Regions from separate parts of the Mus musculus genome. Here region 2 is linked to region 1. Evidence: chromatin contacts called from public promoter capture Hi-C data. All regions are on one chromosome and are shown on one strand. Each heading gives the region's core, a stretch centred on a gene start, on an enhancer-like site or on the middle of the called end of the contact. The rest is flanking DNA. Distances are from core to core; before and after follow the strand shown.

The links. Promoter capture Hi-C pulls out the DNA fragments that hold promoters and counts their contacts.
Region 2: a contact with region 1 is called in a promoter capture Hi-C map of embryonic stem cells, with 2.5 times the contacts expected there. The contact joins the promoter of Mterf1b here to the enhancer-like site in region 1. A contact is called at or near these places in 4 of 39 promoter capture datasets (the C10 cell line, the SN4741 cell line, embryonic stem cells and 1 more), 1 of 484 Hi-C or Micro-C datasets (pre-B cells), 1 of 115 datasets of contacts at active chromatin or transcription factors (the 230-238 cell line) and 2 of 9 other capture datasets (adipose tissue and liver).

What each region holds. Positions count from the first base shown.
Region 1 is chr5:3,940,819-3,948,784 of GRCm38.p6, reverse strand. It overlaps Akap9 (A kinase (PRKA) anchor protein (yotiao) 9), which reads right to left. Exons shown (of 48, transcript NM_194462.2): 2 at 1-104. It overlaps Gm51438 (a long non-coding RNA gene), which reads right to left. Exons shown (of 2, transcript XR_003955841.1): 2 at 676-7,966. Among named protein-coding and RNA genes, the nearest start is that of Gm51438, 16 kb to the right of the region's middle. Within about 2 kb of position 5,109, at least 6 of the 459 cell types and tissues checked have an H3K27ac peak or open chromatin away from gene starts, as enhancers often do. A contact at or near this core is called in embryonic stem cells, where this site is marked.
Region 2 is chr5:4,188,233-4,196,198 of GRCm38.p6, reverse strand. It overlaps Mterf1b (mitochondrial transcription termination factor 1b), which reads right to left and starts at 3,832. Exons shown (of 2, transcript NM_001042670.1): 1 at 3,781-3,832.

The sequences.
Region 1 (7,966 bases), core at 3,860-6,359:
GTATGTAAGCTTGAATCATGTTTAGAGCTTGACGTCCTCTTCTTCTTCTGTTTCTTCGGAATGTCCCCATCATATTGGGCTTTTCTTTGTCGAAACCGAGCAAGCTGTAGGGGAAAAAACAAAGTGGCATTACACTCATCTAAGGAGTTTTTTTTTTTTAAACATTATTAAAGTTGAGTCGCTTTATTAAAAACTCAAACTATCTCAAGAATGAATGACAAACTAAGGACAGGCGTCCTATCCTTATGAAAGCGATCACTGCCACACTGATGTAAGAAAGGAAAATGCCTTCAAGAGAACATCAGCTCAGAATCAGAAGCTGGCGGGTGAGACACTCTGTCCTCCACTCTGAGCATTACCTGAGGATTTCGAACTGTCTGAAAGCACAACACACACGGAGTTCAAATGCACCACCCTACATGGGTTTTCTAAAGATAATTAGCCTGTGCCAAAAGAAATAACTCTAAGTGTGGTTTCTAGCTTTGTCTATAAGGGAAGAATAGAAGCAATGTAAATTCCAGAGTGAGGCTTTTTGGCCCTCCAAGATTAGCCTAATGACACCTATATGTATAGTTTACTTACTATCCGCATCACTGCACTGTTCTTATTTAAATTATTTCTAAAAGACATGTTTAATCCTGGGCACCCCTTGCAATAAATTAAACATCAGATCCCTTTTTTTTTAAGTAGTCAACAAAAATTAAAACAAGGATGTATCTAACATTAAAATATTCAGACACTGCTGAAAGTCCTAAGAGAAGTGGATGTGCACTAAGACATGAAATTCAGCAAACACTTCCATCTATCATGGGAAAAAGGAAAGGGTGGAAGGTATACGTTTTCTTTATTATTATTCAATGTGTTCAACACCAGGCTAGGAAATACATAAGATATCGTCATCTAGTCAGAATTATCATTCCACATACTACACAATGCTGACTGAACTCTGGTGAGTGCTTATTAAAAATATTAATTCAAGCCATTACTGCTAATGGCAATACTCATCACAGAGTAGTGGATATAAAACAGTATCAGTATAGTTATTATAAAAAGAAAGCCATCTACAACTCTCCTTACTAGAGACAAAGCAGGCCTCCAGCTTTAACCATGAACAATCATATCTAGTTTGAAGTTTAGTAACACTATACTCACAGTAATAGGTAAATTTTGAAAAACAAAAATGTACATCAACATTGGTGTATTCACAACTTAAACTACAAGTGTTTTTCCCTAAATTTAATTTCTCTTTAAGTGTACTTGTGAGTAGCGTATGTGTGTGTGTGTGTGTGTGTGTGTATGTGTGTGTGTGTGCGCGTGCGCATGCGCGTGCATGCGAATGTGCTTGCCTGAGTATGTGCACATGGGGACAGAGGCTGACTTCAGGTACCATCCCCTAACACTCTGCACTCATAGTATTGACTGCGGTAGACTGGCCAGCAAGTTCCCAGCATCCTTCTGTCTCTACCTATGTCCCCACCATACCCCACTGTGCTGAAATTATAGCCTCTCACCACCATATCTGGCTTTTACCCACACTTTGCTTGCATAAGCAAGCACTTTGCATCCAGAGCTGTCTCCCAGACTAAGTTTTCTTTTCTTTCTTTTAAATAAAATTTCTTTCCTGTGAAAAAGATACTAACCAATACTTCTTAAATTTGAGCTCTTTAATCATTCTAGGAATAAACAAAAATAAGACCTAGAGCCTTTGAAAAAAGGATTATACTAATAATATGACTATATTTATAACATTAACTAAAAAGATAGCTTATAAGTTATTATATAATAATGCTAAGGCAGTATTACTAATGATGTTAATATTATTTATCAAAATATGTGACAGACTATGAATAAATATAGTATTTTAAAACTTTATCAACTACAAAATAATATACATAGGGATGCCCTATTTTTTGAAGAAATTAATTCAGCAATCACACATAACAGCTGCTAATGCTGTACAATATAAAGACAGACCACAGTCAGGGCTTTCCTAAGTCTTCAGCCTTCAGACAGACCACAGTCAGGGCTTTCCTAAGCCTTCAGCCATTCTGATTCACGCCTGTCTGGAGAGCAGGTGCAGGGTCAGCTGCCTCTTTGTACATTATGAAGCTGCTGAAATACATTTAAAGTACTTTGTAGGATAGATCTATTCTTAAAAATAAACTGACTGGATTATTATTAAAATGCCACCCATATATAGAATCCGAATGCCAGGCTCATCATTTAGAAAGAAAGGATCCCTCAAGGAGGGTGCAATGCCAAAAATATTGAGAATGGAATTCCTAAGAGCACACCTCAGAAGCTGCTATAATATCTTTTTGTTTCAAACGTTAATTCTTTTTTTTTTTTTTTGAAGAACTATTCAGAGAATCAACCAATCGAGGAGCTGGTTCTTTGAGAAAATCAACAAGATAGACAAACCCTTAGCCAGACTCACTAGAGGGCACAGGGAAAGCATTCTAATTAACAAAATCAGAAATGAAAAGGGAGACATAACAACAGATCCTGAAGAAATCCAAAACACCATCAGATCCTTCTACAAAAGGCTATACTCAACAAAATTGGAGAACCTGGATGAAATGGAGAAGTTTCTAGACAGATACCAGGTACCAAAGTTGAATCAAGATCAGGTTAATGATCTAAACAGCCCGATATCCCCCAAAGAAATAGAAGCAGTCATTAATAGTCTCCCAACCAAAAAAAGCCCAGGACCAGATGGGTTTAGTGCAGAGTTCTATCAGACCTTCAAAGAAGATCTAATCCCAGTTCTTCACAAACTAGTCCACAAAATAGAAACAGAAGGTACTCTACCCAACTCATTCTATGAAGCCACAATTACTCTGATACCTAAACCACAAAAAGACCCCACAAAGATAGAGAACTTCAGACCAATATCCCTTATGAATATTGATGCAAAAATCCTCAATAAAGTTCTTGCTAACCGAATCCAAGAACACATCAAAACAATCATCCATCCTGACCAAGTAGGTTTCATCCCAGGGATGCAGGGATGGTTCAATATACGGAAATCCATCAACGTAATCCAGTATATAAACAAACTCAAAGACAAAAACCACATGATCATCTCGTTAGATGCTGAGAAAGCATTTGACAAAATCCAACACCCATTCATGATAAAAGTCTTGGAAAGATCAGGAATTCAAGGCCCATACCTAAACATGATAAAAGCAATCTACAGCAAACCAGTAGCCAGCATCAAAGTAAATGGTGAGAAGCTGGAAGCAATCCCACTAAAATAAGGGACTAGACAAGGCTGTCCACTCTCTCCCTACCTATTCAACATTGTACTTGAAGTCCTAGCCAGAGCAATTCCACAACAAAAGGAGATCAAGGGGATACAAATTGGAAAGGAAGAAGTCAAAATATCACTTTTTGCAGATGATATGATAGTATATATACGTGACCCTAAAAATTCCACCAGAGAACTCCTAAGCCTGATAAACAGCTTCAGTGAAGTAGCTGGATATAAAATTAACTCAAACAAGTCAATGGCCTTTCTCTACACAAAGGACAAACAGGCTGAGAAAGAAATTAGGGAAACACCACCCTTCTCAATAGCCACAAATAATATAAAATACCTAGGTGTGACTCTAAGGAAGTGAAAGATCTGTATGACGTTAATTCTTTAGTGCATACAAATCACTTATATCTAGTTTTTACTCAGATGTGTAAATACACAGAGAACTGAAAGACTAAACACCAAATTATAGAAAGGTTGACTGAAAAGCAGAGACAACATCATGCACTACTAAACCCAATGGAGAAAACACACATGGACATGCACAAAGAGAACAATTCTACAACTGTATTTGAATGGGCTGTTTCTAAAAAGGCATAAAATTACAGAGACATTGTTCTTGGTCTGTTTTACTTGATTCTGTGGGGTCATAATTTCTCCTGGTTACCTACGTAGAAGACTCCTGAGAGCTAGGGCTTTTGTTGCAGTTCAACACCTAGAACACTGCGCACTAAGTATATGTTGAATAAGAGGGAAGACGTCACTTAGGGAAGACACTGTAAAGCAATAATTTTAACCTCTTGATGGCGTAAATGACACAACACAAAGCACATCCAACTCTACAGGGTTCAGAACTGGAATTAAATATTCTAAGTACTCATTAAGCTAATGAAAAACATAAAACTACCTTTAAACTATAATCTCTTAAGGAAACAATTCAAATTCTGAGAAAAAAATAATATATGCAACAGTTTTCCAGCAAGAATTGTGTTTATTAAAAAAATTATAGACCTCGAAAGAGCAATTCTCAACTTCATAGGAAAAAACAAAAAAACCCAGGATAGCCAAAACAATCCTGAATAATAATAGAACTTCAAGAGGTATCACCATCCTTGACTTCAAGTTGTACTACAGAGTAATAGTAATTAAAAACTGCATGATATTGATATAGAAACAGACAGGTCAAGAAATAGAATCAAAGCCCCAGAAATAAACCCACACACCTATGGTCACTTGATTTTGGATAAAGAAGCCAAAACCATTCAATGGAAAAAGAAAGCATCTTCTACAAAGGGTGGTGTACTAACCAGTCCAACTGGATGTCTACAAGTAGAAGAATACAAACAAATCTATATTCATCACCCTGCAAAAAACTCAAGTCCCAATAGATCAAAAACCTCAACATAAAACCAGATACACTGAATCTCATAGAAGAGAAAGCACAAAGTAGCCATGAATGCATTGGCACAGGAGACAATTTCCTGAACAGAACACACATGACTCAGACTTTTAAGATCAACAATTGATAAATGGGACATCTCATAAAAATGCAAAGCTTCTGTAAGACAAAGGACACTGTCAATAGGACAATACAACAGCCAAGGGATCTTCACCAACTCTACATCTGGCAGAGGGCTAATAGCTAAAATTTATAAAGAACTCAAGAAGTTAAACACCAACAACCCAAATAACCCAATTTAAAAATGGGGTCCAGAGCTACAGAGAATCTCAAATGGCCAAGAAGCTATTAAAGAACATTCAAAGTCTTTAGTCATCAGAGAAATATAAATCAAAACAACTGTGAGGTTCCACATTACACCTATCAGAATGGCTAAGATCAAAGCCTCAGGAATAGCACATGCTGAGGAGGATGTGGAGCAAGGGGAAGACTCTTCCACTGCTGCTGGGAGTGCAAACTTGTACAACTACTTTGGAAATCAATTTGGTGGTTTCTCAGAAAACTGGGAATAGTTTTACCTCAAGACCCAGCCATGCCACTCCTGGGCATATAACCCAAAAGATGCTTCAACATCTCACAAAGACACTTGCTTAACTATGTTCATAGCAGCCTGTAGCCTCCCTCAGCCCTGAAGTAGGCTGATCCAGACTTTGACCTTGCTGCCCCTGAGAAGGAAATTACCCTAACGAGGAGCCTTCTGGCCTAGATGGCTCTTTTGTTCTGCCACCTGCTCTCTCCAAGACACTGCTACCTGCTGAGAGGCCCCTGAGACATTCCGGAGGAACATCCTATTCTGCACATCACCTACAGGCTGGCTCCAGACACCAAGAGTGGACTGGCGGGGGATGGGCCTTCCCCTTTATAAGTAGACTCCCGGAGTAAACTGGAGGGCCTTGAACAGAATCATGTCTTGGCTCCATTAACCTCTCGCCATCTAAGTCTCTTTCAGCCCCAGCCTGCCTCCCTGGTGTACCCGGTCCTTGTAAACCACAGGCCAGCATACAACAGCAGCCTTATTCATAATAGTTAGAAACTGGAAACAACCTAGATGTCCCTCAGCTGAAGAATGAATACAGAAAATGTGGTACATCTACACAATAGAATACTATTCAGCTATTAAAAACAAAGATATCATGAATTCTGCAGGCAAATGGGGGGAACTTGAGATTATCATCCTGAGTGAGATGAACGTGCATGGTATGTACTCACTCATAAGTGGATATCAGCCATAAAGTACTAGTGCCATGTTACACTCCACAGACCCAAGGAAGCTAAACAAGAAGGAAGGCCCAAGTGAGGAAGCCTGAGTCTCACTAAAAGGGGAAATAGTCATAAGAGGCAGATGAAGAGAGAGAACTGGGTGGGAGAGGGGATGGAGAGAGGAAGGGGGAGTTCAGGGTCAGGCGTGGGGAGGGTCAGAAGAGGTAGCCATATAGCGATGAGAATGAATGAAAATTTTACAATTGACAGGGGTGAGGAGGTGGGGAACATCTCCAAAATGAGACAGAGACCTGGGATAAAGTAAGGCACCCAAGAACCAGTAGAGGTGACCTTAGCTGTGACTTACAGCATTGAGGATATGGAACCTCCTGAGGCCATCTCCTGTAGTAAGGCAGAAACCCCAATGGAGCAAGAGAGACACCAATATACCCACAAAACTTTTGACCTTAAATTTATCCTGTCTACAAGAAATGCAGAAACGGGGGATGAAGCAGAGACTGGGAGAATAGCCAACCAATGACCAACCCAACTTGAGAGCCATTCCATAGGCAAACACCAATCTCTGACACTATTAATAATACTCTGTTATGCTTGCAGACAGGAGTCTAGCATGGCTGTCCTCTGAGAGGCTCCACCCAGCAGCTGATTCAGGACAGATGCAGATAGCCACAGCCAAACGGGAGATGGAGCTTGGGGACTCTTATGGGAGAATAGGAGGAAGGATTGCTGTGCCCTGAAGGAGATAGGAACTCAGGAAGACCAACAGAGTCAACTAACCGGGACCCCTTTGGCTATCCGAGTCTGAACCACCAACCAAAGAGCACATAAAGGCAGGACCTGGGCCTCCCAAACATAAATAGCAGATGTGCAGCTTGGTTTTCTAGTGGGTCCCAAATACCTGGAGTGGGAGATATCCCAAAGCTGTTGCATGTATGTGGGATATGTTCTTCTAGCTGGGCTGCCTCGTCTGCCTCAGTCGGGGAGCATGCGCCTAGGCTGGCAGAGACTTGACTTGCAGGGTGAGGGTACACCTGGGGGGTCCCCACCTACTCAGAGAAGGGGGTGGAGATGGGAGGAAGGATGGTAGGAGAGGAGGACTGAGAGGGATTTAAAGTAAGTAAGTAAAAATCAATCAATTAAAAAACAAAAGAAACAAGATCATCTTACATATTCAATTTTTTGGCTACTTAAGTTATTTTATTTTAAACCTGAAAATGGTTAAGTTGATAAAAAAAATAAAAAAATAAAAAAACACCTACTCAATTGGGTAACCACCTGACACTGAAGTGATACACTTTAACTTACTGAGAAAACATTTATTCTAAAACATGCTGGAAATTCAGACACCAGCCATCTGTGTTTTCCATTTGGAAGCCAATTATAAAAATGTTAACATATGTAGTCACAGAAATAGTTGCAAGATTTTCTGGGAAGATAATGTGTCCATATACATCTGTCTTCCAAACCTGGTTCAGATTCCAAGCAAATGTCTTACTCTAACCAGAACAAGAAAAAAAGACCAAACAGTCACGTATTCCTAAACTCAAGACTTACAGTAACATAATTAGTCGTTACCAGTAAAAAAGAATTTTCAGAACATCCTATTACATATAAAATATGTTATGTTTTTTAAAAGAATGCTTATAATCTACTTAGTTGTCTGTGTCCACTGAGGGTTTACCAAACTCGGCTAGAGACTAGTCAAAATATGTGACCCTAACAGTAGGACCTTTTAATCTAAGCCAGACTGCTACTTCATCAAACTTTCGTAATTAAATGAGATAGACGGCTTAAGCATTAGAGTCCTGTACAGATGGAAGTGGTGTAGGAACCTCTCTTACCCTCATTTCCTCAAAGGCTTTTTAGAAGAGAGAAGGCTGCCCAGTGTTACACACATGCAGGACAGAACTTGGCAGTTCTTAGGTAGTTAATACATAGTTCATTTATTCAATAGGAGTGTGTTGTCAATCATGTAGCCACTCTAATGCTAAGCCAGAGAACACACTGTGATGCATAGAACACACTTG
Region 2 (7,966 bases), core at 2,583-5,082, 250 kb before region 1:
CCTGCCTCATGGCTTCTGTTGGGTCCCTATGGACTCAAGGCTCTTCCTCTTTGACTTACAGAGAAGCAGAACACCATGCTGCCCCAAGCTGCCCTGCCCTTGTATTGTTCTTTTAGTTCACTGTGCCTGCTTTGACTCTCCAGAATCATTTACTCCTCTCCACCTCTTCTCTTTTCTGTGGTTTCTGACATCTTTGGCTTGTTCCTAAGAAATTGCCCTTTAATTACAATTCAACTTTCAACTTGCCAGATGTCTGAACTGAACCTGCCACAGACACTAGATCTCTTTGCTTCTGGCTACCTCAAACTCTAAATGAAGCTCTAAAAAAAACACACTTCAGATTATCTAATTTGCATCTTTAATGTCTTTTTTAGACATATGATACCCTTTAAATGGATCATACACACACACACACACACACACACACACACACACACACACATCTGTAGACAAAAGATGCCAACATTAATCTCTATCTCAGTTTTCCAAACTGTTTTCTTGGTTGCAATGCCATAATTCTAAACTCATTTCCATCTTCATATTGATATAGTTGAGGGATGGACTGTAATTCAGAGGTAGGTCAGTGATACATTATATATCCTTAGCATGCATGAAGATTTGAGTTCAATTCCCCAATACCAGAAAGGAGGAGAGAGCAATTAATTTTCTAATTCAAAGTTGTTAGGTCTTAAACCTGGGACAAGAGTTTGCCAAGAACACTAGCTGAAGTATTCATTAAACATATCAAAGTTGACCTGGCTGCCAGGTTCTCCCATCATCCCTCAGTCCTTATCTGTTACAAGGTCCTCCTGGCTGGCATATCCCACCTCTACCCTGAACTCTCCAGTCAGAGGCTGGGCTGCCCATCCCCCTCCAGCCATTTCAGCAACGCCAGGCCTTTTGTTCCTTTTTGGCCTTTTTGTCTCTTGGCTGCTGCTCAAGGTTGCCCTCTCTTCCTGTCCTCTCCTCCCTCCTCACATGACCCAGCTCAGTCTGCCACTCATATCCACTCTAGATCCTTCTAGATGCCTCTGGCTGTTTTCTCCCTCATATATACAATCACCCTTCTGTTACAACAAATCCAGGAACAGCCATGTCCTCCTTTAATTTTTTTTTTCCAGTCAAGGGTGTGGGCCCCAGTAGATCCAACATTCTGATGATGGCCATATAACCAAATGAATACAGACAATACTAACTGAATTTAATGGCTTTAAAAAAAAGAGCTCTTGACTCTAGCTGCATATGTATCAAAAGATGGCCTAGTCGGCCATCACTGGAAAGAGAGGCCCATTGGACACGCAAACTTTATATGCCCCAGTACAGGGGAACGCCAGGGCCAAAAAGGGGGAGTGGGTGGGTAGGGGATTGGGGGTGGGTGGGTATGGGGGACTTTTGGTATAGCATTGGAAATGTAAATGAGCTAAATACCTAATAAAAAATGGGAAAAAAAAAGAGCAAGAACAAAAACTTCAATGGTTATGGAATGGGATGTGAATTTAGGAGGAGCTGGAGGAGTGGAGTGAATGTGATCAAAATACACTGTATTAAATTCTCAATTAATTAATAAAATATACATATAAAAAGAAAAAGAAAAGAAAAGAAAGAAAGAAAAGAAGAAGAAGAAAGAAAGAAAGAAAGGAAGGAAGGAAGGAAGGAAGGAAGGAAGGAAAAAAGAAAGAAAGAAAGAAAGAAAGAAAGAAAGAAAGAAAGAAAGAAAGAAAGGAAAAGAAAAGAAAAGAAAGAAGGAAAAGAAAAGAAAGAAGGAAAGAAAGAAGAAAGCAAGCTCTATCTAGCATGTACAATCCAACCTTTTCCCTTCCAGATGCTCATGGATGACCTCTGCTGGATAACTGGACAGAAGACTATCACATTACAGTCAGCCAAGTTTTATAAGAAGCGTTATAAATAAGCATGCAAAATTATCCAATAGACAGTATCAATTTTCAATTATACTTGTCTTATCCTGTGACAATTTCTATTTTACATACATTTTATAACAAATACAATATGAATAATAAATTTTTAAAAATCAGTCACTAAGGATACATATACTAAGTCTATCAGCTTGAAGATTACTACCAGACAGCTCATTCCTTTCAGATGATTAGCACCACGGTAAACGATAAACATGACACAGAATATTCAACAGAAATTCTAATACCAATAAAATAAGAAAAAGGTTTGCTAAGACTCCTAAGAAAAGGGTAAAAAAAACTATTAGTTTGTTAGACTTGTCACAAGTAGATTTTTGTTTCTCTTTATATAACTTATCCTCCAAATAAATATTTTCTAAATGTATCAACATATAAAGTTGAACTGAGCATCCATGCAGCACCCAAAGTAGCGCTCCTCTGATTAATGTCATTGTGGTAAGCACCCCCAGGAGGGTTTTACATTCTCTCTCTTCCTTACCAAATCAACTTCACTCAAAACAGCAACAAAGCAATCTTGTTCCTGCCTATTTTAGTCTCAGTGTCCTTGCTGTCTTTTCATTATTTTTAACTGACATAACAAATAATGGAATCTGTATCTATCTTCCCAAAGTCCCTCTTTTACTTTCATGTCACACACATGAGTGTGTGTGTGTGTATTCTCCATTAGAAGCATGTCCTATTGTTTTTCCTCATAATTCTCATATTCCCATCACCTTCTCAGTAGATGCTCTCTCCCCTCAGCACTTACTACTACTATCTTATCAAACTCAAAGCTCACATATGAGCGCACTCGCAGGCGGGAAAGCACGTGCACTTTTCTGAGTTAAATTGTCTTTTCTTTCAGAAAAGAAAAAGGGTCATTTTCATGAACCCAAGTTGTATTTGCAAGTCATTGTATAAACACAATGTCCTTTTAAAAACAGATTGTTGAGCTGAATTTGTAACCTCTGGCAAATTAACTATCCCAAGACAAATTTTAAAAAAAGCAAATATCGAATAATTGCCTTCAATCTTCCTCTAAAATAAACCATTTTCTTAAGCTTCGTTAAATTTCATGAATATCACCAACATCTTGGTGACTGTAACTACCGAGGTTCAAGATGGAAGATTTATGTCCCTGTCCCTTCCCGTCCCCTCCACCCCACCCCATCCCACAGCTGGAAAGCTAACAGGTGTTTAAAGAAAACTGCTAATCTTTGGGAATTCCACAATCCCGCTACTCTTTTGACACAGCATTTAAGTGTACAGGGTTGTTTTGTTTTGTTTTGAACAGAACTACATATCGATGTCGACTTTGTCATAAGAGACTTTAGATCTCTCCAGAAAAGGTAAAAACCGATGTTTCTACCACCACACCACTAATTTGGAAAAGAAAAAGGCAAAAATATCGCCAGTGTAGTAGAGAATAAAGAAGTCCAGGTCAAATCATTTTTGTGAGATGCACGACCTCTCGCAAACTAAACATTTCTCAGTCATAATAAAAAGAAAACGGCAACGCATGGGGGGAAGGTAGCGGAATCGCAAACGCACTTTAATACCAGAACCCCACGTTACACATACATTATTTCGTAATGCCCTATATATACAACAACCTAAGGGTGGGCACTGTCCCTAAAGTTACAAATTCCGAGCCAATGCCGAGCTCTTTGCTGTACGAAGTGTGGAGGGCTTGATGAGTCTAAACTCAGAACCGCCGTAATCCCACATCGAAGGCTCGCCTTCCCTCGGGCAGTTCTGCAATGGCCTTTAGCCATTCATCGCCCTGTCTAGCAGAGACTCGCAAGCCGCTCGCAAAGGCTCCAGCAGCTCCCCAGCCCCAGCCCGCACACTGCATCCGCGCTCCTACCAACGCTCCCGGTAGACACCTTTCACTTCCGCCTCTGGACGCCCGGGAGGGAGCGGAGTGCGGAAGTAACGGCTGACTTCCGGCCTCGGCCTGGCGCAGAGGTGACGTCACTAGCCCGGCGCGCTGTGCCTAAATCCTCGGCCGCCTGACCGCGGGAGCCCAGCAGGGGGCGGCTGAGACTGTGGCTGCGGGGACTCTGGGCTCTGGGCTGGTTCGAGACCACAGGGCGGCGCCAAGGCTTCCCTCTGGCTGGGGCTGAGATTCTGCCTGCACCAAAGAACAGGTTCGGTTTGATCTCTTTCTTTTAGGTTGCTTTATAGACCTTGGGGGTCTTTGTTTGTTTGGTAGGTTGGTTGGGTTTTTTTTCCCCCAAATTCTTCTGCATTTTTCTGTTTGGTTTGGTGTTTGTAAGAATAAAGATTTCTATTTGGGAATTTAAATTATTAATAATCAGTTTACTCAGAAAGTGAAACTACTGATCACAGCTTATTCCTTGCCTGGGATTACTCAGTAGCTATTTACGGTGCACGTGTGGCTTGCGGAAAGCAAGACAACCTCGGCCTTCTGGACCGTAACTCCCATGGTCTCGCTTCTGCCAGAATATTCTCTCCTCAGCATGCCCCATGGATTTTCATTTATGAACACCAGGAGATGGCTTTAGTCCTCTTGAAAGTGATATCAATGAGGAAAAGGTGCAGCTGAGATATTGGAGAGGTTGGGAAGACGAAGGGCAGGGAGGGAAAGATGAGGGGCAAAGAAGAGAAAAAGAGAACTAGGAGCAGTGTGGTAGACAATGTTTCCCAAGAGGCTGTTCTGGGGTTCTCATCTTCCTTGAGGGATGTTGTTGTTGTTGTTGTTGTTGTTGAGACAACTTTGTATCAAAGTTGTGCTGCTATGCAAATCTCTCTCCTTTGCCATTTCGTTTTGAAAGGATAGTGACATGTGATGATGCTTGTGATTTTAGATGACCTCACTTGGAAGGAGGAGAGTAGGGAAGTCTACATCAAGATAAACCCCTCCCTAAAATTAGACTTAAAACCCTCAGGACTTAGACTCAATGTGTAGATCAAATGCCATGTCTGTGCTATCTTCAGAATTGTCCCTGTCCTCTTTTAACCAAAGATTGATAATAATGATATAACTAGTAATATTGATTATTGTGCCTTTATGTCTGCCTCACTAGCTTTTCCTTGTTTGAGTCTCAACAAACTCAATTAGAGTGAGAAAGGAATTAGCCCTCCATTCCTCTAAGAGAACCCACGGGTAAAATACCACCATCCATAGATTCCAGGATTCAATAAACAAATGTCCTTTCTACATCCTTGTCAATTACACAAATCTACATCTTCCTGTAATTACACTCAGGGTCTGTAGAGGGATTTTAATGTAACAACATGGCTACTCTAGCTATAATACAGACATGCCTTAGCACATTCCTTTAATCCCTCTGGCTGGAATACAAAGATGCCCTTATTCTACACCATTAACCCAAGAGAATGAAGGTAAAGTTAGTTTGTAGAAGGAAGTACCCATGTTTGAAAGGGGTATCTAATTAACTGGGAAACAAAGTGATGAACCAGAGAAAGATTTGACAGAATAGTATATGCCTAGATCTCATGAGAATAGAGAGATGACTTAAAGGGGGAGGCAGTTTTACTGGGAGAGTTTTACAGAGACAGGTTGAAGAGGAAACAAGCTAGACACAAGTGAAGACTGAATGAGCCAGTGAATGAGAAGGAGCCAGAAGATCAGAACGGATTGCTAGAATTAGTTTGAGACCAAGCAGAGCAATTCAGTCAGAAGTGGAAAAAAGCCAGATTAAATCAGTCAGCTTAGAAAAGTGTTTGAGCCAGAACAGCAGCTTTAAATCAGCTTGCCAGAGTTCCGAAAGTGCCAGAAAGGGTGAGCTTATTCAGCAGGAAGTCTCAGAGGCTGAAAGCATTCTAGACCTAGATTAGATTGTACAGACAAAAGTTTGCAGGAGACAGCCCTTAGCAGATGGAGGCAGTAAGCCTCCAGAGGACAGTCATATCAGGTGAATACAGAAGTCATTGTCTTACATAGGGTTACTACTGTTGTGATGAGACACTGTAACCAAAGCAACCTGAGGAGGAAAGGGTTTATTTAGCCTATGCTTCCACATCACTGTTCATCACCAAGGAAGTTCAGACAGGAACTCAGACAGAACAGGAATTTGGAGGCAGGAGCTGATGCAGAGGTCATGGAGGAGTGCTGCTTACTGACTTGCTCCTCATAGCTTGCTCAACTTACTTTCTTTTTTCTTTCTTTTTTTCTTTTTTCTTTTTTCTTTTTTTTTTTTTTTTTTTTTTTCGAGACAGGGTTTCTCTGTGTAGCCCTGGCTGTCCTGGAACTCACTCTGTAGAGCAGGCTGGCCTTGAACTCAGAAATCTGCCTGCCTCTGCCTCTCGAGAGCTGGGATCAAAGGCGTGCGCCACCATGCCCGGCTTCAACTTACTTTCTTATAGGAACTAGGAACTCCAGCACAGGGATGGCATCATCCACAATGGATGGGCCTTCCTCCACCAATCACTTATTGAGAAAATGCTGGACTTGTCAACAGCCAGATATGATAGCAGCATTTGTCTCAGCCAAGACCTCCTCCTCTGTTAGGGCATAGGTAAAATATTAAGGCGTAGATGGAATATTAAGGCATAGATAAAATGTTAAGACACAGGTACCAGACTAGCCTCCCATCATAAGGAAACTTTCTCATATGTTTCTTCTGTTGCTAGGAAACTTTCCAATGCCAAGTTGATTACATATTTTGTTATATTCTGTGCCCTTGGAAACCAATCACAATAGAAGTCAGTAGAACTGTTGTGCATAGTTACCTACAACAAGCATGGACCCGAACCAACCCAACAGCACTTCCTGCACCTGTGTATAAGCTTTTATGATATAAGCTGTCCCTGGAATGGACCCCAATCTAAGAGAGACACCTGTACTGTAGTCTCCCCTCCCCCAGCCTGAAACCTGCTTGCTCAGGGGTGGAGCTTCCCGCTCAATCGTTCTGCCATGCCCACTGCTGGAACCTGCCGCTTTGCTGTTCGGAGCCACACACTGTTCACCCTGCTACTGGACCCCGAGACCAGTTGGCGGGAATCGGGTTCCCTCCCCCTTCCTTTATAACTGAATGTCGGAACTAGTAAAATTGAGCTTTGAACAGGATGAACTTGTCTTGGCTCCGTTTCTTCTTTCTCCCCGTCTAGTTTCTCCCTTAGCTGGAGTGGCCATCTCAGTCAAACCGTTCACGTTGCGAGCTGCTGGCCGGCTGCAACACTGTACCAATATAAAGAATCATTTGGATTAAGACTTTCATTTTAAGTAATGATCGAGTAAAGTTTAAGTTTCCAAGACCTCCCTTGGGAATTGACATCCTATTTGGTAGAAAGAAACAAGTACGTGGGTAACTGACATCCTGGTGGGCAAGTTCAGACATGAATATTAGACAAGGCAAGTCTCCTGCCACACTTGAGTACCCCAACCAAAGAGAACAGTATAAATGTACAAAGACATGGTCCTAAGGAAATCCCCTATCCCTAAATCCTGATCGGTGGAATAACTTGGCACAGATGTTTGTGGAATTTAGGCTTAAAAACTGTAGAATCTAACTCAGTGTCACATTTCAGTTCCCGAATCTAGATTGTGGCTCTGATGGATCAGGCCTGGAGCAGATGCTCAATAAACCATCCCAATCTGTCTGGGATTGGTGTTCATGGGTTTGTAAGGTGACCCCAGCGCTGATAACTACATTGTGTGAAGTTGACATAGAACTATCTAGTACAGTCACCAAGGGAACATAGGTCTCTACCAGGAAGGTTCTGTAGCCCTGCCTGTGGTTGCTTTGTTTGCATCTGAGAATTCTACATAGAGCTCTGGTTGATTAAAACAGTAAAGTTATCCAGTGAGTTTCAAGTTGTTAACATCCTGCAAACTAGCAAAAAGCTAGCTCAATTTCCTTCCCTTTATGCTGACCTCACAGTCTTAACGATCTTACTCCAGGCAACTTACTTTCTTTGAAGAGTGCCTAACCAGAATCTACAGAGACTCCTTGAGTCAGATTTCCTATTATAACAAAGGCCCATGGCAAAGAACAGGATACTGGCTTAGGAAATTTGCTGCTTGCAGTCCTGAAGGGATCCTGGATTCAGTGGGAATGAGGCTG